7 separate regions of the Mus musculus genome follow, and all the other regions are linked to region 4. The links are chromatin contacts, called in public HiCAR-type and promoter capture Hi-C maps. All regions are on one chromosome and are shown on one strand. Each heading gives the region's core, a stretch centred on a gene start, on an enhancer-like site or on the middle of the called end of the contact. The rest is flanking DNA. Distances are from core to core; before and after follow the strand shown.

Region 1 (3,260 bases), core at 252-2,751, 840 kb before region 4:
GCCCTGGTTGTCTTTGACCATCAGAGCAGGTACCGTGGGTAAATTAACAAAGGCAAGGCAGTGAGTGGAGAAACGCTTTATAATAAAGAGGAGAAACTGGAAGCAGTTGATAGCATTAGGCAAGGGTACACGTCTCCTAGTAGAATATTCCAGTTGCCAGGGGGATTATACCACAGCCCAGCATCCCGGCAGAGGATCACACAGCCTATCAGCGCAATGGGAAAAGTCTAAATTTCCACCATTCGTGTGCTGATTCTTGAAATGGTCAAAATCGGAAACAAAAGCCAAGGAGGATTTGTGTCTGCACTGACCCTTTACCCCAGCATGGGCAAAACACATGTTGCCTCTTTCCTGTTCCTTGGCTATTCCATGCAGAAGGTAGAGGGTCGAGCCTGGACAATGCAAATGAACGGTGGGTGGGATTCAGCCAGGGGACCTCTACAGGGAGAACTAGAGATGGAAGATAAAAACTCAGCCCCCTCCTAACCACCACACCTCAGTGTATGTGGTTCGGAAATCTCCATTCTTTGATGCAATACTCAGGCTTATGGGTGTTTACTGCACACAGAGCCTATGAAACCCTAGGCTACACTGCTACTTTCAGGCAGCTTTACCTGTGGGATAAGAAACTTGGCGGAGAAGTGATGTCTGAGCATGAAGAAGCAAAACGAGACTACAGGAAGCAGCCTAAAGGAGACAAGTGTAGCCAGCTCCCTTTACACAGCTTCTGGCTTCATTTAACCCAGTCGGGGAAAACATGCTGTAAGGGCACGCAGGAGCATGGATGACATAGGGCCCCTGGCTCAGGTAGACATCCATCCTTTCATCTGAATCCAGCAGCTTCTTCGCTCTGCCTGGGCTCTCTGTTTTCTCCATTATCTACCGAAGGCTGGATTCCTCTTTAGGATTACAATCTTTGTTAAGGTTGTCCTATATGATTGACACGTATGTCCCCAGAGACCTACAGAATGATCCGAAAGCCTCCACCTAACTCCACCTTTCCAGGCTCCTCCCTCAGAGTGGCTGGCAGCTGGAGCAAAGGCAGCCCCCTGTGATCTGGGGCTGAAGTGGAAGCCGAGGCAGTCCCCCTCCCAATCATTTTTCCTTCCCCGGCCTCCAACAAGTAAGACAGAAACCTCAAAGGACAGTGAGGGGTTAAGCTCCTTATATGGAAATGAGACTCCTTCCTGTGCGGAAATAAGTGTTTTAGCTTCAAGTACACACACACACACACACACACATAGGCACACACACACACATAGGCACACACACACACACACACACATACAGGCACACGCACACACACACGCACGCGCGCACGCTGGCGGCGGCGGCGGGGGGCGGGGCGGAGAAGGGGGGCGCGCGGGCGCGCGCGCGCCTTCAGATAAAATTCCCGAAGCTCCTTCTCTTTGGCGGGGGCGGAGGGTGGCGGGCAGCAGGGGCGGGGCCGGGAAAGGCCACTTTGCGCAGCGCAGACAGAGGGATGAGTCATCAAAAAGACTCGGGGAAAGGAAGCGGAACTAGTCATCAGAGCCGGGAAAAGAGGTAGCCAGTCATTAGACAGGGATGGTGTCAATCATACTTTCTCCACCAATGATCTGAGAGTCTCTCAGGCCTCGCAGACCGGAAAAGGGGTCTTGGGAGGCGGTCTAAAGCTGCTGAGATCCGAAAAGCTTGGGCGCTGGCGGCGGCCAAGGCTACGGACGCGCGCAGGGCCCCCTGGCAGGAAGATGGCGTTTGCCGTCAAGGTCACATGGCCACTTTTGAGCACTAAAACGAAAGACTAGCTAAGAAAGAGTAGGGACGGCCATCATGGGGCCGGATTTTCAGAAAGCTGTCAGGATTCCAAGTTGTTTTTTTTCCAGTTCGCAAGCACATTTGTCTTAGTTATCAGCCATATTCTAAACACATCGTACAGCTCTGGGAAAGGGCGGGGTCTTCCCTGGGCTTTTTTCCCCCTCTGCAAGCCTGAAAAGGGGTGGACGAAGCCTGGGCTAGAGTGGTTGGAGGAACTACAGGAGGGCAGCACTTGACAAAATAAAAGCACCCACCCGGGTCTTGACAGGCTTGGGAGACCAGGAAGGGAGGCCGATTCTGCCCACCACCTTTTTTTTTTTGGTTTTTCGAGACAATGTTTCTCCGTGTAGCCCTGGCTGTCCTGGAACTCACTCTGTAGACCAGGCTGGCCTCGAACTCAGAAATTCTCCTGCCTCTGCCTCCCAAGTGCTGGGATCAAAGGCGTGCGCCACCACACCCTGCTCACTGCCCACCACTCTTAATCCCTAAAGGTCCATGCCAGGCTTAGCTCCAGGTAGTGAGTGAGGTCCAATGCCTGAGCCCTCTCTAGTTTGGAAAAGTTGATTTGATTAAGTTCCTTGAATAGGTTCAATGTAAATTCAGGATCAGAAATCTTAAAACTTTACAATTTACAAGATAAAATATGTCAATCTGTGTAAAATGTGTTGTTGTTTATGAGGTGACCCACAAACATTACTTGGGAAGTTTTCTTGTTCCCTTGCCAAGCTTGGTAGCCCATACCTTTAATCTCGGCACTCAGGAAGCTGAGGCAGGAGGATCTTGGTGAGTTTGAGGCTAGTCTGGTCCACATATTTCCAGGAAACCCTGGGCAATATGGAGATACCCTATCTCAAAAGGGAAGGGGGGGTCTTTTTGAGCTGCGCCTGCGTACGCCTTTAATCCCAGTACTGAGGGGTGGGGGCAGAAGCAGGTGGATCTCTTGAGTTCCAAGCCAGCATGGTCTACAGAGGGTTCTAGGACAGCTAGGGCTACACAGAGAAAGCCTGTCTTGAAAAACCAAAAGAAACATTTTTTGAGACATGGTTTTCTTTATTGCACAGCTCTCAATGTCCTGGAATTCACTTTGTAAACCAGGTTGGCCTCTCACAGAGAGCAGCCTGTCTCAGCCTCCTGAGTGATGGGATTTAAGGTATGTGCCACCACACCAGGCTTGAAAAGTATCTTAACTGAAAGATAAAAAGGGACTTGTCCACATCTTGGCGAGTATGGTTAAAGGGCCTTTACTCATGGACCCCCGTTTTGTGGGAACCAGGGAAGAGTTGGAGCCTATGCAAATAAAAAAGCAGCTTTCTAGGAATCAAAACACCGTAAAGATGGCTCTCTCTCTCTCTCTTTTTTGTTCTTTCTGCTATTTTCATTTCCCTCTGCAATTATGTACCCTCTCCATCAATAATCTCATCAATATCTGCAGTCCTTAACCTGTGGGTCTTGACCCCTTTGTG
Region 2 (3,155 bases), core at 411-2,910, 940 kb before region 4:
AAATCCCCATGGTGACAGATTTCAAAATCTTTCCCTTCCATGTAGTCTTCTCCATAAGTTTCCATTTACCAAGGAAGGTTAGCACTGCCCAAAGAATCTAAATTACCACTGTATACACAGCAAGTACCAAGCATGAAAGAAATGTTCCTATGTTAAATGCAATAATATAATTTTGCAGAAATAAACTTACCAAACCCTAACTACAGAGATCAGCAGTTAGGATTTCTGTCTCCTATCACGTCCTAAGATTAACCACAATGAAAGAGACTATAGCTACTGTGTGTGATATACCTGCAGACATGTTCAGGACCATATTAATCACAGGTATCTGAAATCTAAATCAAGGTCCTCTCAATTTTAGAAGAGTCAAATTACTAAATGAAAAACTGCTAGAGAAATCCAGTGTGAACTTGCTAGGCTGATATGGTTGCCTGGTGGGCGACTGTTAAAGCTGTAGAATACAATCACGGTAAAGGCGGCTGAGTTTCTTAGGACTTTTTATTTAAAAAACAATGAAGTGGACAAACATAAATTTAAGCACTAACCCCTATTAGAACAGCCATAATTAGGGGTTATAAAAACAAAACAACAACAAAAAAAAAAACCCACACCACTCAGTCACATTTTAGTTTCAGATTCTAAAAACGGTTTAGCTTAAATAACATGAAAAGTGCCCCCCAAATTAATTTCTCATCTGTAAAATCTGTATTAGTTAAGCATCCTGCACTTTACCTGATGACCCTACCTCCTGCACCTACCTTGACTTGGATTTGAACACAGCAAAGTGTCTGCCTCGCAGTCCTCACTAACCTCGACTGCTGTTAAAAACACAAAGAAAGGTGTCAGCTTACAGTAAGACGTCCGCAAAGTGAAAAATACTCGAAAGTAATGCCACAGAAAGCAACATTTTTTTTTAATTTAGAAAAGCGATGCCTACAAATGCCTAGGAAAAGCTTAAGGAGCAAGGGGTTCGGAAAAAAGGCGCGCGCGCGCGCGCGTGCAAGGGTGGGGTGGAGGGTGTTTCATGAACTTAGCACCAAAAGCCAAGGGGTCTGAACTAGCAAACTTCCCACTTTCGTTTCAAATAACAAAACAACAACAACAAAAAATCCATAGCTCCAGGGGCCCCACAGGCCCTCTAGGAATTAATGGCCTTGAAAGGCTAGGGAGGAGCATCCGACAAAGCAAAGCGCCTCCTCCTCTAACCTCGACTTCAGGGCCTTAGTATAATAGACCCCACACCCTGTGGCCCAGGGCGTTCAAGAAGCCAACAACTTAGGGCCACTAAAATTGGGGGTGAGCAGCACAAAGAGTCTGGGCAAGGAAGCAAGAAAAGCATTGGCTAATGCCCGCGGCGGGGAGCAGGGAGCGCTCTGGCCCCCATGGGTGGGCTGCGAAGGCCTTGTGCGGAGGGGGAAAGGCCTCCCGGGCCTTCGGAACCCATAGCCCGTGTGCAAACTCGGCCTCGCCCCAACCCCTCCCTTTCCAGAGTGTCGCAGGAAGCCCCACCGCATCCCTAAGCAACCAAAGAGCCATCCCCAAACTCACCCTCTGGCCACAGTTCTTTGCTCGGAGTATGGGCGACGCTGCACGGCCTCCACCGTCCCGAGAAAAGAGCGCGCGACCGCCGGAAACGAGCCGACGGAGCTCGGTACCTCCCGAGGGGGGGGGGGGTCAATTTTGGATTCCCGATTGGCTATGTGAACTGCCAGTCAAAGTTTATCTCCCGAGAAAGTCTCATTAGTCCGCCATTTCTTAACGTTTATTGGCTACCGACTGTCAAAGCCTTGGGTTCGTGTGAACGACAGATGGGGACAAAGAGCGAGGCTTCGTAGCTTATGCGCATGCACTAGAGGCGCCGAGCACAAGACGGAAAAGGAAGGGGGAGGGGGAGCCAGCAGTGGAAGGTAGGGGGTCGGAAGGAGAGGCTCACCCGGCCCTACGGAAGGACTGAAAACCTAGCGGTGGGAGGAGGAGAGAAGAGAACTTGTGCGAGAGGAAGATCGGAGCGAAAAGGGGGGAAAATGTGCACGTAGGCGTGTGCTGAGAATTTATGCACTGCGCCTGTGCAAAATTAAGACTAACAATGTCATTGTATTCTATGTGGTAGAGCTAGCCGTTTGCTACTGAAAAAAAAAAATGTGCCCCGCCATGTTTCTTTTTTTCCACACTTCCTCAAAGCGTCTACCCTGACACCCTATACAGTTTTAGTTTCCTTTCTCAGTGCTGGGTATGTTTGGGAAGTGTAACTGAAATGGACATGATTGTAGAAACAGGCAGGAGGGCAAACGATTTTGACACTTTAAGCTCAGTGATTACCCAGAACTGTGACTAGCACCATTTCCATAGTAACCAGAGAACCCGATAGGCCAAACAGACTAAGGTTCCCATCGCAGAGAGACTCAACAGGTTGGTCGGCGGTGCCTGAACCAGTATGTTGGAGGTCTTCACATCAGACCTACTCTTTATCCCATAGGAGGCCTATCAGGTAATAATAACCTTCGTTATTCCATAATGCCTAGCTCTCCCAGGCGGTTAACCAAGGATTACAAGGTTCAATAGATAGGCACCAGTAGTTAATCCTCAGTAATTAATTCATACTCCTGATGGCAGATTATCTCAATAGGCATTACCTATACCTTGTATGGGGATACAATGATATGGAACTGTGCTGTCTAATAAGCCTCTTACAATGTTGGGAAGGTTCTGTGGCACCATTCAATACAGTAGTAGAGACTAGCTATATTCTACCCAATCCACCCCGTTTGCGTGTGCGTGTGCATCAACATATGGCTACAACTTACTATAGTGGGTATATTTATCCCAATGGTTCCCAAATTCTTTGAGATAAGATAGCACATTATTATGAAAAAAGAAAATGGGGGGGATCAAGATCAGATAATGCCCTTCAGTATGAAGTTTCAGCCCTACTACTGATCTCCTATATCCACTATCCAATTATGACAGCTGTTTACTACGTATGACTGTCACAATCAAACAGAAATGATTAAGCCTTTAACTTCTGTACTCAGGAGGCTGAAAAAGGAGCCTCCTTGCCCAGAAGGCCACCCTGGACTACACAGTGAGTAGCAAGGTATCCAGTACCTAAGACTCTGTCTCAACACAAAACAATAACAACAAAATTACACATACAT
Region 3 (3,161 bases), core at 656-3,155, 760 kb after region 4:
CACTGAGGTCAGATAAGGCAGTCCTCTGCTTCATAAGTGTCAGGGGCCTTGGACCAGCCCATGTATGCTCTTTGGTTGGTGGCTTAGTCTCTGGAAGCTCCCAAGGGTCCAAGTTAGCTGACACTGTTGGTCTTCCTATGGGGTTGCCATCCCCTTCAGCTCCTTCAATCTTTCCCCTAATTTTTCCATTGGGGTCCCTGACTTCAGTCCAATGGGTGGCCCTAAGTATCTGCATCTGTCTCTGTCAGCTGCTGGTAGAGCCTCTCAGAATACAGTCATGCTGGGCTCCTGTCTGCAGGTACAACATAGCATCAGTAATAACATCAGGGTTTGGTGCCTGCCCATGGGATGGATCCCAAGTTAGGCCATTGTTACTTTAAAATGGTCTCTGTTCCGTTTTTGCACCTGTATTTCTTTTAGACAGGAAAAAAATCTGAGTCAAAAACTTTGGTGATGTGTTGGTGACCCCATCCCTCCATTAGGGGCCCTATCTATCTACTGGAGTTGGTCTCTTTAGGTTCCATCACCCCACTATTGGGCATTGCAGCTAAGGTCATCTCCATTGAGTCCTGGGAGCCTTTTGTACCCTAGGTCTCTGGGAATTTCCAGAGGTTCCCACTGCCCCCCCCACAGCTGCATATTCCCATTCATTCACCTGGCCCCCTGTTCCCCACCCCCCTTACCTGATCCTGCCATTCTTTCCCATTCCCTCTCCCCCTCCCCTGTCCCATCAGGTCCCTCCCTTCCTCTGCCTTCCATGATTATTTTGTTCTGTCTTCTAAGTTGGATTGAAATCTCCTCACTTGGGCTTTCTTTCTTCCCTTGTGACTTCCTTGCTGCCTTTCCATAATTCCCACCTCCCCCAGTAAGCTATCTAAACTCCTGCCCATTTCCGGCAGGAGAAATCTGAGCCAATTGCCTGGATCACCCTCTGGTCCTTGGCTGTTTCCTGTCTCCTAGCACTTCTCTCTGTTCCCATGGTTTACTCCCACACTTTGTTCTCCCTGCAGTCAACAGTCACCCTTGCAGGTAGGTGACCTCAGGGCACCCAAGCTTCCCAGTCCTCCCTCCTCTTCATTGCAATCACTTGCATTTTCTCTGCAGATCTTTTAGTGATCTGGAGGTTATTTTGTTCATTTTTAGTGCCTGCATTTGTCTATCTGCTCTCAGTAGGAGCTCTGCGAGTGCAGAGGCCCTGTCTGACTTCTTCACTCATCTGTCCACAATGTGAGGCACCAAGGGCACCACCAAGGGAAGAGTTTCCACAGTTATTGGACTTCATGTTCATTTCCTCAGTACTTCTCTCTCTGATTCTGTGTTCTTAATCTTACCCTCTGGATGCCACAAAGTTGGTACAAATGAGCACAAAGGATTCTGTCCTATGGTTGGGAAACTCAAGTCAATCTAGCAGATGATGAATGTCTTTCAGTTGTGGATTTTTTTACTCCTGAGTCTCGGTGATGGCTTCGATTTTTCTTTACTTTTTTTTTGTGTTTGAAAACAATCTCAATTTGCTTTGTTTTCTGCTCTCACTCTTCACACTGGCATATTGACAATCTAAGCTGGAAGCACCATACCCAATTTCCTTCTCAGCCATTTTCTCCCGAAAATCACAGGGTGTCTTTCTGTTATTCTTCTGTTCCTGACATGCCTGCTGCTGTCTATAGTATCTGGCCTTACAGTGTGATATGGGCATGTCCCCCCTCCCCCCAGTTAAAGTCATCTTGATCAGATCGGCAAGTCTCCAAGCAACCACATTCTTCCCTAGTGAGATGCACTCGATCCTAAGCCAAAAGCCTATCATTTCAGTATCTTAAGCCATCATCCAAAAAACAAATCTGCACAGCTTCAACCCTCCTTTGCATCTCCAGCTGTGCTGGCTGCAGCTACCCCCACACCTAGCCTCAAGGGACCCCTGACCTCTAAGCTAGCCCTACAGTGACCAACTTGTAGACAAATCTTATTCCCCTTGGTTCAGATGAGACAATATTGGAATTTCTCAAAAGGAAATTTGCTAGGAAACCAAGTGAAAAACAAAACTAGAGAGGGAGGGAGAGAGTGAGAGAGAGTACAAAAGCTTAAAGAATGATGCTTTATAGAGTCCAATTCCTTATCCTGAGATAACTACACTCTGGCTGCAGACTGGCTTGGCTGGCACAGTTCACAAGGCACACAGGATATGAAAATATAATCCTTCAACCTTTGAACAAAAGGAGATGAGGCTGGAGCTGGAGCACAGCTTACAGAAAGACAGAATGAGTCTTTGTGTGTCTGGACTATTTCATTCCACAGAGATGGTAGCCTAGAGCTTGGAAAGGCTGCTCCAGCAACTCTGGACAGGCAGGACATCCTGTCTTCTAGCCCCAATGCCCTGCAAGCTGCCTGCAACATTGCTGACCTTCTACTTTGATTTTAGTGGTGTTTATATCAGTGGTTTCTTTAGGATTTTGGAGATGCAAGATCATGTTGCCTGCAAAAGGAGGTGGTTTTTCAACTTTCATTCTAATTTGGAGGCCTTTTCTTCTACTTTCTTCCTAACTACCCTGGGTAGAATGTCCATTTCAGTGTTGGATAGAATTAGCCTGAGTGGTGTCTACATCTTGTCCCTAGTGGGAAGTATTCAGTCTCTCCATTGAGTGTGAGGTTACTGTGGTTTTTATGTGCATAGAGGCTCAATCCAACTTTCAGTGACCCATGCTTTATTGAAAAGCTTAGCAATACTTTTTACATTTTCTTCCTTTGTTGTACTTTTAGCTTCCTTTACTTTTTGCACAGTTTCTTTCAAAAAGTCTAGCCTATCCTTACATGGCTAGAAAACTCAAGAGCAATAACTTGACTTTCTTGCCATTGTCCATTCAACAGACACAGAGGAAGCGCCTACAATGAGACAACACTTTCCCAGGTTCTTGGAAATACAATACTGGGTAAAATAAAGTGGCTATGTTCTGATGCTCACATTCAAGGGCGACCTTAAAATATGTAAATAGTCAAGATAATCACAAAGAGAAGTGTGAGACGGAGCACTGTGGGTGGCTGTGATAAGGGGGTGGGGGAGATCCAGAGCTGCTCTGTGGCAAGGGGTCAGAAAAGTTCTTTCCTATGTATGTGATATTCAGGTGGGTTTGGGGTGATGATAAAACTTTGGAGAAAATTATGGCAGA
Region 4 (3,179 bases), core at 592-3,091:
GTGAACCCTACAGCACTCTCCCTCCTTATTCCTTCTGCCTTCTTCCACCTTTTGGCTCCAGCCTTATTTTATTGCTTGGGAGGGGGCACTGTTCTCCGCCCATACAGCTCCCTCCCAGCTGTTTATTTAAGGCCTCTGTGGCTTTACCAACGCTATTGCTCTGACGGGCGAATGCCATCCTCTCCTCTTCCCCAGCCTCACACTCCTAGTCCCCTTAAGCACCCCCTTTCCTGAGAAGCCTAGTCTTCCCACAGGTCCCCTCTCTGCCTGTGGGTGCCCCTGACTGCTTCCACCGTACTCCACACCTCTCCCTTCACAACATTTTATACTGCCATGCTGTTTCTACGCTACTTTTCCCCACAGAGCACAAAGATCACCCACATTCATACAAACACCCAATCAGTTCGTATCCCCAGTGCCTAACTTTGTTCTTAAGACACTGGGCATTCACGGAATTTTCTAAGGTTAAATCAAGGTTAACATGATGCTGTACCAGGGCTATGATTAATTCAGGATGCTAGACATCCCAGCCTGTATGCATTCTGAACAGAATTGCTCAGTAAATAGTTCAAGATATTGTGTACTTTTGAAATATTTACCCCATACAAACAGCATTATGCAGTGACATGGAAAAGGTTGTGGTATACTTTGATCAACCTAATGGTTAGAATAACACTGCTACTAGTGATGACCCTAAGGTGTGTGTTGAGGGGCTGGGGGGGTGGTCCTGAAGTTTTAGCACAACCCCCTCAACAATGGCACAAAGGCTTGTTAAGATTCAGGAAAGTTTGCTTTCACCAGGGTCTATGTTCATTAAGAACCAAGAAAATAAAATACACTATTCTGTAGTACACACACACACACACACACACACACACCACACAAACACATGCACCCCCAACTACAGCCCTCAAATTACAGCCATTGACCCACCTCTCTATTTTAGCCTGTCTTTGAGATGCCATAGCAACGAGATTTGGATAGGCCATGGAGGAGCTAGCAGTATTATTTTCAGCTGAGTTAGTCTTGGTTTGGGGTAGCTGAAACTCTGCCACATGATAGCAATGACACTGAGTTAAGAAATGTACGAAGTGTTCTCGAGCCCGCTGCAAATGATCTAGACGCTTGCTGGGGTTGACTTGTTTCATGGTGAGGGCTCCTTGCAACGCTGGCACCATCAGGTACTTCAGGTCGGTGGAAGCAATCTCTTCCAGATCTTCATTTCGGCTGCAAAGAGCAAAGAGGAGGCCGTGAAGCCTGGTTGAGCATTAAGCCGTGGCCCCTGCTTCTAGGGAAGAATAGGGCTGGGAGAGAGTGGTGCAAAGACATTGGCCAGATTAAAAAGAAAGTGGCTGAGCTTGCATACCCAAGGACCAGGCAGTCAGCCGTACACGAGGGAGCATTGTTCTGGGATATTAAGCATCTCAGAAGAAAAGTGGAGAATGGAAAGAATGTACACGGGTGAACAAGTAGGAACCGCGCGGTTTTAGCCTTAAAGGTCCTTTCCACCCAAGTGCAATGGCTCTGCCCTTGCTAGCCATTCCTTCTCTGCGGTTCCTGCCCTCTCCCCCGTACCTGAACAAATCAAGCTGCGATAACATTCCAGCAGCCTTCTCAAGGAGTTCTAGTCCTTTGGACACCTTATCCTGGATTGTTCGGGAGCCGGTGGGTTCAGTTGCTACTTCCACGTCCTCCAGAAGTTTTTTGCTTGTTTCAAAGAGCTCCGGAAGCCGCGGCAGCAGTAACTCGTCTTCAGACGCTGCCATCTTGTGGAAAGAAAGAAACCCGGAAGAATTTCTACCGAAGTCAAAGGTAAACTCCATAAAGACGAGCCCTAAAGCTCTCACGACACAGGAAGCAGTAGTGCATTGGCCAGCGACTTGTTACCAAAGCTTCCCAAATGACTTCTGGGAATCGCAGTTTTCTGGCCCTGGCAACCGTTTCCAGGGACTCATTTTCAGCCAGCCGCTTGTTTTAAAGTCGTCTGTGCTGTTTTACTAAAGATGGGCTCCACGTGGCCAGAAGTGGACTTGCAAGTTCCTAGTACTCTGAGGCACAGGAGTGGCGGGGCTGATTTCCAAACTCCAGCCAGCGTGAGTAGGCGAACGTGTTCCATGCTTGGAGAACCACGAGCCTGCTATGCCAGAGAAGTCAAGTCGTTCCCCCAAGGAAAGTCCTGCTAGTCAGCGGCCACTCTCTCGGTTTCCGGGTCTGCTTACCCTAGAGGACGTGAAGTTGTAAGTCGCGCTCTCGATCAATGCCCACCCACCGCGCCACAACCTTCTGTCCCCTATACACTCGAACACCCTTTGAGCCAGCACCCTGTGAAACCTTTCTCTTTGATCAGGAACATTTGAAAACTTGCAACTCCTATCTACCAACAGCCGGCTGCCTTCCTTTCTTGGAACTTTCTTTCCAGGTCACACTTCTATGCAGTCTTTGGTTCTCTCCCCATATACTGTGCCTTTCACCTCGCCGTTCGGATTTCTTCTGTGCACGCATACAGCACGGACCACACTGCATTAATAGCTAGTGTTTTATAAAATCTCCCTTCCAGAATGATTATGAGCCATCTTAGCACCTCCTCTGGCTATCCTTCATACTGAAGTTACCCAGAGTCATGATATATAAATAGAAAAATAAAGCGATCTCTTTGGAAATCAGCTCAGCTTTGCAGATACTAGATGGCTGGCTACCTAGTGCTCAGGTGTGCTTATCTTAAATTTAGATGTGTTGTAAAAGTAAATTACAGGTCAGATTTTGATTATATAATCAAAACATGTAAAAATATCTCAACGCTTTGACTATATGTTGAATGATAATATTTTTGAGACAGGGTCTTTTGTAATCCAGTCTGGCTTTGAAGCGCGATGGCCTTTACCTTCCAATCCCATGTGCAGGGATTACAAGAGCGTGTCACCACATTTGGTTCCTAGGGATTGAACTCAGGGCTTTGTGCATTCTACACAAGCGCTCTACCAGTTGAACCACACACACCCAATAATAGTATTTTAGTATATTCAGTTATGCGTTCTTAAATTTTCTTTGTTTTTAAAAATAGATGCCAACTATTTTTTTTGTTATTATTTTTTTGTTGTTGTTTTGAAACAAGTTCTCAAACTTGCTATGTAGGTAAGGATGATATTGAACTTGAGATCCATGGTTTCTACCTCCTGAGT
Region 5 (3,128 bases), core at 450-2,949, 760 kb before region 4:
TCCCATCTTCTGTTCAGTCTGGCCCCTCCGCACATTGTAGATCTGCTCCCTCACTCTAACGTCTACGTGAAGGTCCATTCTGTCCGCTGTACTTGGTACACTAACACAAACCACCTACAGAGAGAGATACAAGGCATGGATACGGGCTGAACCCTCCTTAGTTTTGTGATTAGAGTCCGTATTTCTCTGGCGAAGTTTTCAGAGTTACCGTTTGAGATCTTCCCAGTTTCTTCAAGAAAGACCAAGGACCAACTTGGACTCGAAAGTCAAAGCTATATGATACCTCCTTTCTCCATGAGTAGTATTCCTGAACAAAGACTTTCCCCGTGAGTTTGGAGAGCGCCTTACAAGGAAGGATTTTCGTCAGGAGAAGGTAAACTGAGGCAGATAGCAGCTTGCGGGCCTCTTTCCTTAGTGCACAAGGTCGCTACCTTTCCCCATGGATACCAACCACTTTGCCCCCCTTCACCGCCCACTCCCTCTTGGGCAGAGCAATCGTAGAACAGTTCTGTTCACTGAGGTATTGGGAGGCGAGCAGGGAATCCGAGTAATCCCGCAGGAATGGGCCAAAAGGTGTTGGGTGGGAGGGGAGGGAGGAGGGAAGGCTAGGTGCCGGTGGAGAATCCACACAGTTCCTGCTGTACATAGGATAAAGACTTCTCTGTGGGAATAAATGTTTGGAGCAGCTCAAGCCAAAGTGCTGAGTAGCGAGTAGAGAATTCGATTTTCCTCAGAGCAGGGACAGTGTCTTATTCATCTCCGATCCTCCTGCTTCAAGCTGCTCAGAGTGTGGTATATACTATGTACTAAGTAAATGCCTGTCTAACTGAAGATTAAAGGTGGATCTTTGGGCTTTCCAAAGGGGTGGAAAGGCGGTAATGGGGGGCCCCGGAGTGAGAGTAACTAGAGGGGTCCAAGGGTGGATGGCGTGAAGGTAAGGGAGTCATACTTACCTTCCATCCTGCCGAGCTGTTGCTGTCACCCTTGTCCTTGAAGTAGGGCACCGTGCGGACCATCCATTCGTAGATCTGGGCGAGTGTCAGCCGCTTCTCCGGGGCGCTTTCAATGGCCTGGCTGATGAGTTCTGCATATGACTGATTTCCCCAGGCATTCCGGCGGGAGCCTCCCTTCCGAGGACCTGTTACAGCCCCCAGGATTCCCGGCTGGGGGCCCCCTGCCGGCTCTGGGAGCCGAGAGGGCAACAGGATCGGTTCGGAGTGTCCCTCCGTGGGTACCTTCTGTCCCAGACTGGGCTCCACCTCGGACGGTTCGTGTGGCTCCGTAGCGAGGTCTGGTCGAGGAAGGGGCCAGGTGCAGGATCGCGGACGGCTCTGGGGTTCGAAGTCGGGATCGAGGTCTAGGATCGCGGCAGCCCCTGTGGCTGACTTCTTATTCTCTGGATCCATACGTGGGGTCGAACCTCTGCAGCTCAGCGATCAGTGGAGCCTGCCACAGTCCCTCACCATGCCTCCCCCAAGGGGGGAAACACATTCTTTCCAGTTCTCAGAAAGTCACGAACTTCTCCCTCGTCTCCGGACTCTAGCTCCTAAACTGTCCCTTTCACTCCGTTCTCCGATCCCCTCCGGAGTCCGGGCTGCAGCCTCAGAGTAGCGCTCTGAGGCACCACCTGTAACCTCCGCCTAGCGAAGGCACTTTCTGCACCCTCTCACTCAGCTTCCTGCTCTTTTAAACCTGAGGCACCGTATCCCCTCATACATTGCGCTCCCATCACCGAACGTCTCCTCAGCGAAGTTCCCTCCCCCTTTCAAGTTGCTGCCCCCCGGACACTCCTCCCAAATTTCCTCCACCCGGATCGCTGCCCTCCCCCACGCCCCGCTCCCGGGCGTCACTTGTCCCTCCCCTGGCTCTCCCTCCCCTCGCCTCTTCCCTCCAGGTCACTCTTGAGAGGGTCAAGGTTCTTGCGGCCCCAGCCTCCCCAACTCCAGAACTGAATCCCCTATCGGACCCCCCCACCCCCCGCCCCCCGGGTTTCCCTTTTGTTTTGCTCCAAGCAGCAGCCCCCGCCAGACGTCTCTGTTTACCACTCGCTGGGGCAGCCATCTGCGCACGCGCCTCAGGAGCCACTTGGGAAACTGAGTTCTCGAATCGTGCCACCCTGGTCGTTCTCGAAGACTACATCTCCCGTCCTACCTTGCGATCAGGAGTCCGATATCGGCCGCAGGAGAGCGGCGCGTGGCAGGATGTGGGGAGGTGGAACTTTAATGATTAGAGGTCGTCCCGGACTCTTTTTCTTTTCTTAAAAATATTTTTCCTCATTCCTTCCCTTTTCACCCACTTCCTCGAGTTTCGGGGTCGCCCAAAAGATCGTTTTGAAAGACGCTAGATTTTCCCATCCTTCACTAAGAAAGCAAAGTGAAAATGTATTGCCCTTATAAGAAGCAGAAAGAGTATCAACAAGTAGGGATCTGATTAGAAAATAAGACACACTCACTTGGGGAGTTGAGAGGGAAGCTTGTGTAACAACAAACAGTGTTCATTGGTTATGGTGCACTCTCTCCATTTTCTATGTACATTTCACAGACAGTCTTGCTAGTTTCCTCTGTCAGCTATGCAGGCCTCTGAAATACTGATCTTCTCCTTGTTCTGATCTTCAATGGCTTCTCATTCAACATGTCTCCAACTGAACTTTTTTTTTTTTTAATCTCTTTCTGCACCTATACCTCCACCCTCTAGCTACCTTTAACCTCTGTTATTTTGTCTTTTTTCTGGAGCTGAGGACCGACTCCAGGGCCTTAGCCCTTGTTAGGCAAGTGCTATACCACTGAGCTAAATCCCCGATCCCTACTCTTAAGCTCTGAATTTGGTTAGAGGCTGTTCTGGGTCTACCTAACCTTCTCAGCCACACTGATGGTCACCTTTCCACTTCTGTAACTTGCTACTTCCAAATTCTAAATGGAGACATTATGACTGGGTTTAAGTTCTTCAACAGTGCACCGGCTTCTAATCCTTCTAATCCTTTCAAATAAAGCCATTTCCTAGTGGGCCTATGGGGGGCATTCTTATTCAAACCAGCATATCAAAATTAGCTCACTTACAGCTCACTTAACCATGCAAGGTATGGTTAACCACTATTATATCTGTTTTATAGATGAAAATACAGATGATCT
Region 6 (3,144 bases), core at 419-2,918, 780 kb before region 4:
CACATAAGATTCATGCAGAAGCAAGGAATAGACTAGGAAGATTTATTCTAAGGCTCCATCACTCCTTGAAGCCATCAGTGGTATACCAGGTGTACAGAGTTACTTACCAGTGAAGGGGTCAGCAGTATTTTTCTTCTTAACCTTAGTCTCAGACATTGCTGCATAGTAGGCACAAGTCATCTTAATGAGCCAGGCAGCCCGCATCACAGGCACCGTGTATTTGGCCAAATACCCAAATACTTCTTCCTTTTTACTGAAAATGGGGACCTGGATGGGCATCACAAACAGCAATGTCTCTAATTACTCCAGGGAGCTGACACCACATAGCTACATCTTAGAATATAGGTAGACACATTCCCCACCTTGACCTTAAGAACAGGAAAAGAGTACTTCACCTTTTTGGCTAGGTGTGTGAGTGGTTTGGTGCCAGCCAGGTCAGTGAACCAGGTGTTAATAGCACTCTGAGATCTTGCAGTCACCAGCCAGAAGTTGTCCTTCTGGTTCATTAGGGACTTCCTGCGACCAGTGTCAGAGAGAGTATTACACCTTAACTTCTCTGCGATGATGCTGCTGAAGTTGGAACTGATCTAAAGGGGGAAAAGTAGACCTCAGGGTAGGAAGACTGTGAAAATGCCAATGTGCTAGCACTGAGTTATAAACTCTGCCACCTAGGTTGTCCCTTTCAGTTTGCCCAACCCGGAGCTTTTGCTCCTCAGATTCTTCCAGCCTTTTCCTTCAGCCTGGCAGGGTTGTCTCACCTTGGCAGGATTGAAGTTGACGTTCTTGGCACTGCCATGTTCGTCCCCAGAGACAGCAGGCTGGTTATTGAAACCTTGTTTTACATTCAAAGCCGTCAGTTCATCCTGAGGCAGAAAAACAGCATTTTTAGCTCACCCTCATTCACCTTATAGAAGAGGTTGTAAGAGAGGGCAGAGGAAAAGGTAACAAGGGAGCCAGGGAGGAGGAGGAGGAGGAGGAGGAGGAGGATTCTGACTAGAAGAGGTTGTTATTTAAAGCCCAGCCCTTATGTTCATTTGGACCCCACCCTCACCCCCACAGTCAATGAGACTCCCACATCCCCCAGAGCGACCTCAACATCACTCTTCCCTTACCGGCACCTCACCAAGCTGGCCCTAACAACTTTCTGAGGTTTGTGTGTGAGCGCCCGAGTGAGTGTGGAGGGGGGCACCTCTGGCATGGCTCCTGAACCCACGAGCTCCTCAACCGGAACTGCTGGCAGACCCTACTCTCCAGCAGGGCACCAGTCCACTCTACTCTTCCCCCTGTTGGGACTTTTTCTCTCACCTAACCTCATCCCCCCTTGCCCTCAACTGTCAGTGTCTCTTCCCTCACGAAACACCTGCCCGGACCCCGCGGGAACCGGGAATTGTGAACGCACCTCCTTCTGTTTGGGATCTTGAGGGTACACATCGGGAGGCCCCAGCCGCAGCCGCTTCAGGGGTCGGTGTTCATAGCTCAAGATCCCGAAAGCCGCCATCTTGCCCAGCCCGTACCGCCTGAGGCGCCTGCAGGGCCAGGCGAGGTGGGGAGGGAAGGGGCGGAGGGCCGAGGACGGGAGGGAGCACGGGGACAGCGAGCCGGGCGGCGGTAGAGAGGACCGAGGCCGAGAGAAGGGGGGTGGCGGAGGCGGGGCACGTTAGAAACTCTCGATTACTGCCGGAAACTGCCGAGGGACGCTGGGTACCGTCGGACAATACTGACTGCAGAGTGGGTGGGGCCTCGCCGGCGCGGGGCGGAGCCCCACAGCCCGGGAGCTTTGGGCCCTAGGAGGGAAAGTCAATTTCACACACTAGAAATCCACCGGCGTGGCCGGGGCTGGAGGCGCAGACCTGGAATAGGGAAGGCAGCCGCGGCGCTGAGCTCTCTCGCTGGAACTGGCTTCCCGTGGCCTCGCTCAGTTCTTGGCCTAAAATAAGTGCTCGGGAATTTTTAGTTTAGTTAATAACTGCGTCTTTTACTGATCACTTCGTTTCTTGGTTCTCACATCTGGATAATGGGCATGCTAAACTTCCTTCAAAGGACAGTTGTAAAGATTAGAAACTACTATTGTTTTAAGAAAGCACCTCTGATCTGATACAAAAGATCCGGTCTAGCCAGGCGCAGGCCTTTAACCCCTGCAGAGGCAGAGACAGACGGATCTCTGTGAAGTGCTTGCCTTACACAAAAAGAAAGCAACTGTAAAACTGAAGTGCTTATAATCTCTCCAGGTGGTTACAGGCCCTCTGCACCACAACCCCCTAACCCTTTGTTGTTGTTGTTAACCCTTAACCTGGCGGTGCACACCTTTAGTCCCAGCAGAAGAAAGCAGATCTCTGTGAATTCAAGGCCAGCCTGGTTTACACAATGACTTCCAGAACAGCCAAGTCCATGTATGAACTGTGTAACCCTGTCTCAACAACAACAACAACAAAACCAAAGAAACAAACAAAAAGTAGCCAGATTGATGGCAAACACCTTTAGTCCTAGCAACTAGAGAGGCAGGAGCAGGAGTATCTGAGTTCAAGGCCAGCCTGGTCTACACACTGAGCTCCAGAACAGCCAGAATTACATAGCGCCCTTGTCTCAAAAGAAAAAAAACCACAGGGTTTGGGGATTTACCTCAATGGTAGAGCACTTGCCTAGCAAATACAAGACCCTGGGTACCCGTCCTCAGCTCTGGAAGGAAAAAAACAAACCAAAAAAAAAAAAAAATGCCAACGTGTCATCAGAGTCAGATGTGGTGGGGCAAGCAGGTCATCCAGAGCAACAGTGACTGACACATACCCTGTCTCAAAAAGAAATCCATTGACACTTACATTATGTGTGTCACACACCTGTAATTCCCACAGCTCGGGAGATTGGCAAAAGGATAACAAGTTACTTCCAGCCCAAATTACATAGACACACACACACACATACACACACCTCTTTTCTGAGACAAGGTCATCTCATCATGTAATCGCAGGTGGCCTAAAACTTTCCATATAGCCCACGCTGGCCTAGAACTCACAGAAAGCTCAGTGAGCCATCTGCCTCCTAAAGCTTCCAGGCCGGATCAAAAGGAAAAGGGAGGAGGAGCAGGAGGAGGAAGAAACAGGAATCTTCACAGAATAGTAGTTATACAAATTGTCAGATATTTTCTAT
Region 7 (3,540 bases), core at 388-2,887, 950 kb after region 4:
TTCCATTCCCAACACCCACATGGTGGCTCACAACTCTTTGTTAACTCCAGTTCCAAGAGATCTGATACCTTCTTGTGGTCTCTGCAGACACTGGACACACACATGGCTCACAGACATACATGCTGGTAAAACACCCATATGCATAAATGCTTGAAAATTTTAAATGTGAGCTTTGACAAGTCTGTGTGAATTCACTGTTATCTCTTGCCAGCTGAGTGACCCTGGGCAAAATGCTGTGTCTCTCAACATTTTGTTTCTTTACCTCTAAAAAGCAATAGGACCTCTCTCAGAGCCCAGATGCCTTTAAAAAAAAAGTTCCTGGCACAAGCCAATCACTATTAGCCAATCTTGTTATATTATTGTAGATGGCGGCTTGAAGATTCATGTGAACACGAACTACATCTTTCTCTCTGAGCTCCCAACATTCACACCCATTTAGTCATAGGGAAGATGCTCGGTCTAGGACAGAAAAAAAGCATAGTCAGCTAAGACTGTCACTTCCATATGCCCCTATCAATAGGGACCTAGGTGCTTCTGTAATTGAAGCATATTAGCAAGCACCAGAAAGGGCCTCCATTCACTTACTGGAGGCTTGAACTACCCTGCCCACCACAGGCCTGTTGGCTTCAGTCTAGGGGTTCACTGGGCAATCCAAGAGAGACTATGGGGACTCTGTTTTAAAAGGCCATCAGGAGCTGGGGGTGCAGCTCACTGGTATATATGCATGGACCTCGAATGCCCTGGGTTTCATCCCCAATAACACATATGCCTGGTAGTCAATTGGTAGGTCTAATGTTTTAGATAGGTCATATCCTGGGTAGAAGCTTGAATGATTGATGCCAAAGTACAAAGCACAGCTAGAGGGGAAAGACATAGCCTCGGGAGCCAGATGGACCTGGATTTGAATCCTGGTTGTCACTTTCTTAATGGCTATAGAACCGCAAGAAAATCATTCATCTTTCTTAGTCTCAGCTTCCTGACTTGGGATGTAGAGATAGCACTTCGGTACGGGCCCAATAAGAAAATCATGCCAGGCATTCAGCCTAACACAAACTGGCACCAAGGTGGTCACCAGTAATTCCTGCCTTGCCCTATGTTGTGAAGGGGGTGGGGTGGGTGAACGATCCCTAGAGTGGGGTAAGGCAATCATGAGGGCCCTTGTACCCACAGGGGCTTCAAGATGGTAAGTCAGGAGCAAGGTTCCAGGCCGAGGGGACACGGGCAGCACTCCCAGCCATCCATTCCCTATGCCTTGGCATGACAAGGTTCTTGGCCTCCTGCCTCAGCCAACTATGTAAATAAACCAGCTTTTTGCTGGCTGGGAGTGAGACGGCCCTAAGTGACATTTCAAATTAGTTCTGCTATATTGGGCTTGAGCTCTGAAGAGCCTGGGCATTTTTCCTCCCTGGCTCATCCCTTTCTCTGTGTGGTAAGAGCTCTTAAAGCACACCCGGTGTGGGCAGAAGGCCAGAGAGGGTGGGGGGTAGGCTGTCTGAGGTGACCTGCTGAAGCACTTACCAGGCCTGGGGCCATAGCCTCCCTTCCCAGAGAGGTCAGCCGCTCTGCATCAGGGTACCCCCCCCTCCACACTAGCCCTCCACAGCTGCCATAGCAACCTCATCTCCTCACACAGGGCTCACACACCAGCTGGCAAGAATGCTGAACGGAAGGAAGGCTGTATGGTTGGCTGAGGAGAGGGGGCTGGGCATGGGAGGGGGCACATGAAGGTGGGCCAGCTGTGGCCTGGCAGTGCAAACCACATGGCCTGCCTGTCTCTGGGACCATGCCAAGAGATAGGACCATAGTAGGAGAAGAAGCTAGGATCAGGGACACATGTCACTGTCTTCTTGGCAAGGCATTATGACTTCTCTGTGGGGCTGAGGGCAGAGGGCACTAGATTCAGCCCCTTTTTTTCTGGGCAAGTTGCCTTACCACACTTGGCTGCAGGTTCAAGGTCTGAGAGTGTAAAAGAATCAGACTGTGGAGCTGGGGAGATCTGAGTTACAATCAGAGCTTTCGCGCTGCCATCGATTCCCGTTACCAAGCCCTTGGCTGCCTCCTGTGTGGGGATAATAGTGACACCTAGGAGGTCACTGAGACCAAGTCAATGGTGCTTGCAAAACACCCAATGTTTAGGCATAGTAAGACCTCAGTAACTGGTATCTGCTCTTATTATTACTGCTGTTCTTTCTAGTATATTATTTAAAGGGACAGCTTCTGTGTCTGTGTCCCTATTAGCCTGGAAGGTGTTAGAGGCAGAGACTGGGGTTCATTCATCTCTAAATCCCCCAGAAGTTCCAGACTGGGGCTAGGACCAGGACAGATTCTGGGGGGGGAGTAGGACAATGGGAGCTGAATACAAAAAGGAACGCCTTGTGCTAAAGCTCTTCAAGACTTCCTTGCTGTTTGGAGACTTTGTACTCTTACTTCCATAAGTTCCAGAGAAAGACTACCCTAGGTGTGTGTGCAGTTTGATAGCCTTTCTATAAAAGCAATCCCAGTCAACATGTTAAAAAACATTCTACAATCTAAGCCATCACATGATCCTGAAATAAATAAATAAATAAATAAATAAATAAATAAATAAATAAATCCCATGTCAGCCCATGGGATCAATCTGCCTGCCAGACCCCTTTCCATTTTGGGATGCTCAGAGCTGCAGGAAAACACCATTCACATGAGTCCTGGAACGCTTCAGGGACCTTAAACGTGCCAGAGCATCACAAGATGGAAATACAGGCTGGGGTTGATGTGATCCAGAGAAGGTCACCTGGGGGGAGTGGCCACTATTAGTTAGCTCTTCTGCAGCAGAAGAGAGGCCTCCAAAGCACAGAATTCTCAAGATTTAGGGCTGCTCAGGGACCCTGATCAGAATGGATCCACTGAGCATACTGCTCCAAGGTGATGACCATTGAGCTCATCTAACAGAAACTCTTGTCAAAAGAACCTTCATTCTTCCTGCTGCAGATTGCCTATGCTTGGGATTTCTGAGGGTCCTCCATCACAGTCAGTCAACTGAGCAAGAGATTCCATGACTGCTTAAAGGGGAAGATGCCCAAACAGGAGGCTATAAGGCTAGCATGCCAGCTAGTGGTTGAGGGCTTGCTACCACATGAACAAATGCCCTAATGGCTCAATCGACCACAGACAAGTACCAAGACAAAGCATCCCAGGCCTTTGAAGATTGCCAAATAGAAACAAAACCAACAGGGGTTTCCCAGGCCACAAAATCATAGCCCACCACTGAAAGCTGCCCAAAGCCCAGGAAGAAACAAACATAGCTACTCACCATGTCAACTGTCATGCAAGCCTTGGGAATCTGGCAGGAGTAAGGGGGCAAGGCTATATAGAAAGAGTGTGGGTTTGATGGCAGGAGCCAGGCTGCTCACTGTTGGAGGGGAATGTATTTACAGTTACGCAAGGGGGAGCTGGAATTATCTACGTGGCAATGCATTTGAGTGGGAGACTAGACAAAAATTTGAACTATGGTCGTAGCTTCACCGAGCTACAGATGGTTGCACAGAGGAGTAGCTACAGGTG

Evidence for each region. Promoter capture Hi-C pulls out the DNA fragments that hold promoters and counts their contacts. HiCAR-type assays count read pairs that join an accessible place to other places. Capture Hi-C pulls out chosen DNA fragments and counts their contacts.
Region 1: a promoter capture Hi-C map of pre-B cells shows a contact between it and region 4, with 7 times the contacts expected there. The contact joins the enhancer-like site here to the promoter of Igbp1 in region 4. A contact is called at or near these places in 7 of 39 promoter capture datasets (3T3-L1-derived adipocytes, the C10 cell line, hippocampal neurons and 2 more), 1 of 484 Hi-C or Micro-C datasets (B cells) and 3 of 115 datasets of contacts at active chromatin or transcription factors (astrocytes, microglia and pro-B cells).
Region 2: a contact with region 4 is called in a promoter capture Hi-C map of liver, with 2.9 times the contacts expected there. The contact joins the promoter of Nono here to the promoter of Igbp1 in region 4. A contact is called at or near these places in 3 of 39 promoter capture datasets (liver, pre-B cells and second pharyngeal arch cranial neural crest) and 1 of 9 other capture datasets (liver).
Region 3: a contact with region 4 is called in a HiCAR-type map of fibro-adipogenic progenitors, with 8 times the contacts expected there. The contact joins the enhancer-like site here to the promoter of Igbp1 in region 4. A contact is called at or near these places in 10 of 39 promoter capture datasets (the 3T3-L1 cell line, 3T3-L1-derived adipocytes, the C10 cell line and 6 more), 2 of 15 datasets of contacts at CTCF or cohesin (pro-B cells and stem cell-derived epiblast-like cells), 25 of 484 Hi-C or Micro-C datasets (B cells, the G1E-ER4 cell line, the HPC-7 cell line and 15 more), 6 of 115 datasets of contacts at active chromatin or transcription factors (astrocytes, embryonic forebrain, embryonic stem cells and 3 more) and 3 of 9 other capture datasets (adipose tissue, embryonic stem cells and liver).
Region 5: a contact with region 4 is called in a promoter capture Hi-C map of liver, with 3 times the contacts expected there. The contact joins the promoter of Foxo4 here to the promoter of Igbp1 in region 4. A contact is called at or near these places in 4 of 39 promoter capture datasets (the C10 cell line, erythroid cells, liver and 1 more).
Region 6: a promoter capture Hi-C map of pre-B cells shows a contact between it and region 4, with 3 times the contacts expected there. The contact joins the promoter of Med12 here to the promoter of Igbp1 in region 4. A contact is called at or near these places in 2 of 39 promoter capture datasets (hippocampal neurons and pre-B cells).
Region 7: a contact with region 4 is called in a promoter capture Hi-C map of hippocampal neurons, with 5 times the contacts expected there. The contact joins the enhancer-like site here to the promoter of Igbp1 in region 4. A contact is called at or near these places in 8 of 39 promoter capture datasets (the 3T3-L1 cell line, 3T3-L1-derived adipocytes, embryonic stem cells and 4 more), 4 of 484 Hi-C or Micro-C datasets (cerebral cortex, cortical neurons, myocytes and 1 more), 1 of 115 datasets of contacts at active chromatin or transcription factors (astrocytes) and 1 of 9 other capture datasets (embryonic stem cells).

What each region holds. Positions count from the first base shown.
Region 1 is chrX:101,330,927-101,334,186 of GRCm38.p6, reverse strand. No RefSeq gene overlaps it. Among named protein-coding and RNA genes, the nearest start is that of Gm31385, 5.5 kb to the left of the region's middle. Within about 2 kb of position 1,501, at least 396 of the 459 cell types and tissues checked have an H3K27ac peak or open chromatin away from gene starts, as enhancers often do. A contact at or near this core is called in B cells, liver, microglia and 2 more, where this site is marked.
Region 2 is chrX:101,428,156-101,431,310 of GRCm38.p6, reverse strand. Nono (non-POU-domain-containing, octamer binding protein) reads right to left here and starts at 1,660. Exons shown (of 12, transcript NM_023144.2): 1 at 1,549-1,660; 2 at 759-818.
Region 3 is chrX:99,731,430-99,734,590 of GRCm38.p6, reverse strand. No RefSeq gene overlaps it. Among named protein-coding and RNA genes, the nearest start is that of Gm41898, 22 kb to the right of the region's middle. Within about 2 kb of position 1,905, at least 6 of the 459 cell types and tissues checked have an H3K27ac peak or open chromatin away from gene starts, as enhancers often do. A contact at or near this core is called in fibro-adipogenic progenitors, where this site is marked.
Region 4 is chrX:100,492,953-100,496,131 of GRCm38.p6, reverse strand. It overlaps Igbp1 (immunoglobulin (CD79A) binding protein 1), which reads right to left and starts at 1,841. Exons shown (of 6, transcript NM_008784.3): 1 at 1,576-1,841; 2 at 934-1,227. The coding sequence starts at 1,766. It also overlaps a transcript of Awat2 not described here.
Region 5 is chrX:101,253,099-101,256,226 of GRCm38.p6, reverse strand. It overlaps Foxo4 (forkhead box O4), which reads right to left and starts at 1,699. Exons shown (of 3, transcript NM_018789.2): 1 at 954-1,699. The coding sequence starts at 1,406.
Region 6 is chrX:101,272,615-101,275,758 of GRCm38.p6, reverse strand. Med12 (mediator complex subunit 12) reads right to left here and starts at 1,668. Exons shown (of 45, transcript NM_021521.2): 1 at 1,400-1,668; 2 at 759-863; 3 at 396-587; 4 at 108-267. The coding sequence starts at 1,498.
Region 7 is chrX:99,538,243-99,541,782 of GRCm38.p6, reverse strand. No RefSeq gene overlaps it. Among named protein-coding and RNA genes, the nearest start is that of Gm31155, 17 kb to the left of the region's middle. Within about 2 kb of position 1,637, at least 34 of the 459 cell types and tissues checked have an H3K27ac peak or open chromatin away from gene starts, as enhancers often do. A contact at or near this core is called in cerebral cortex, cortical neurons and hippocampal neurons, where this site is marked.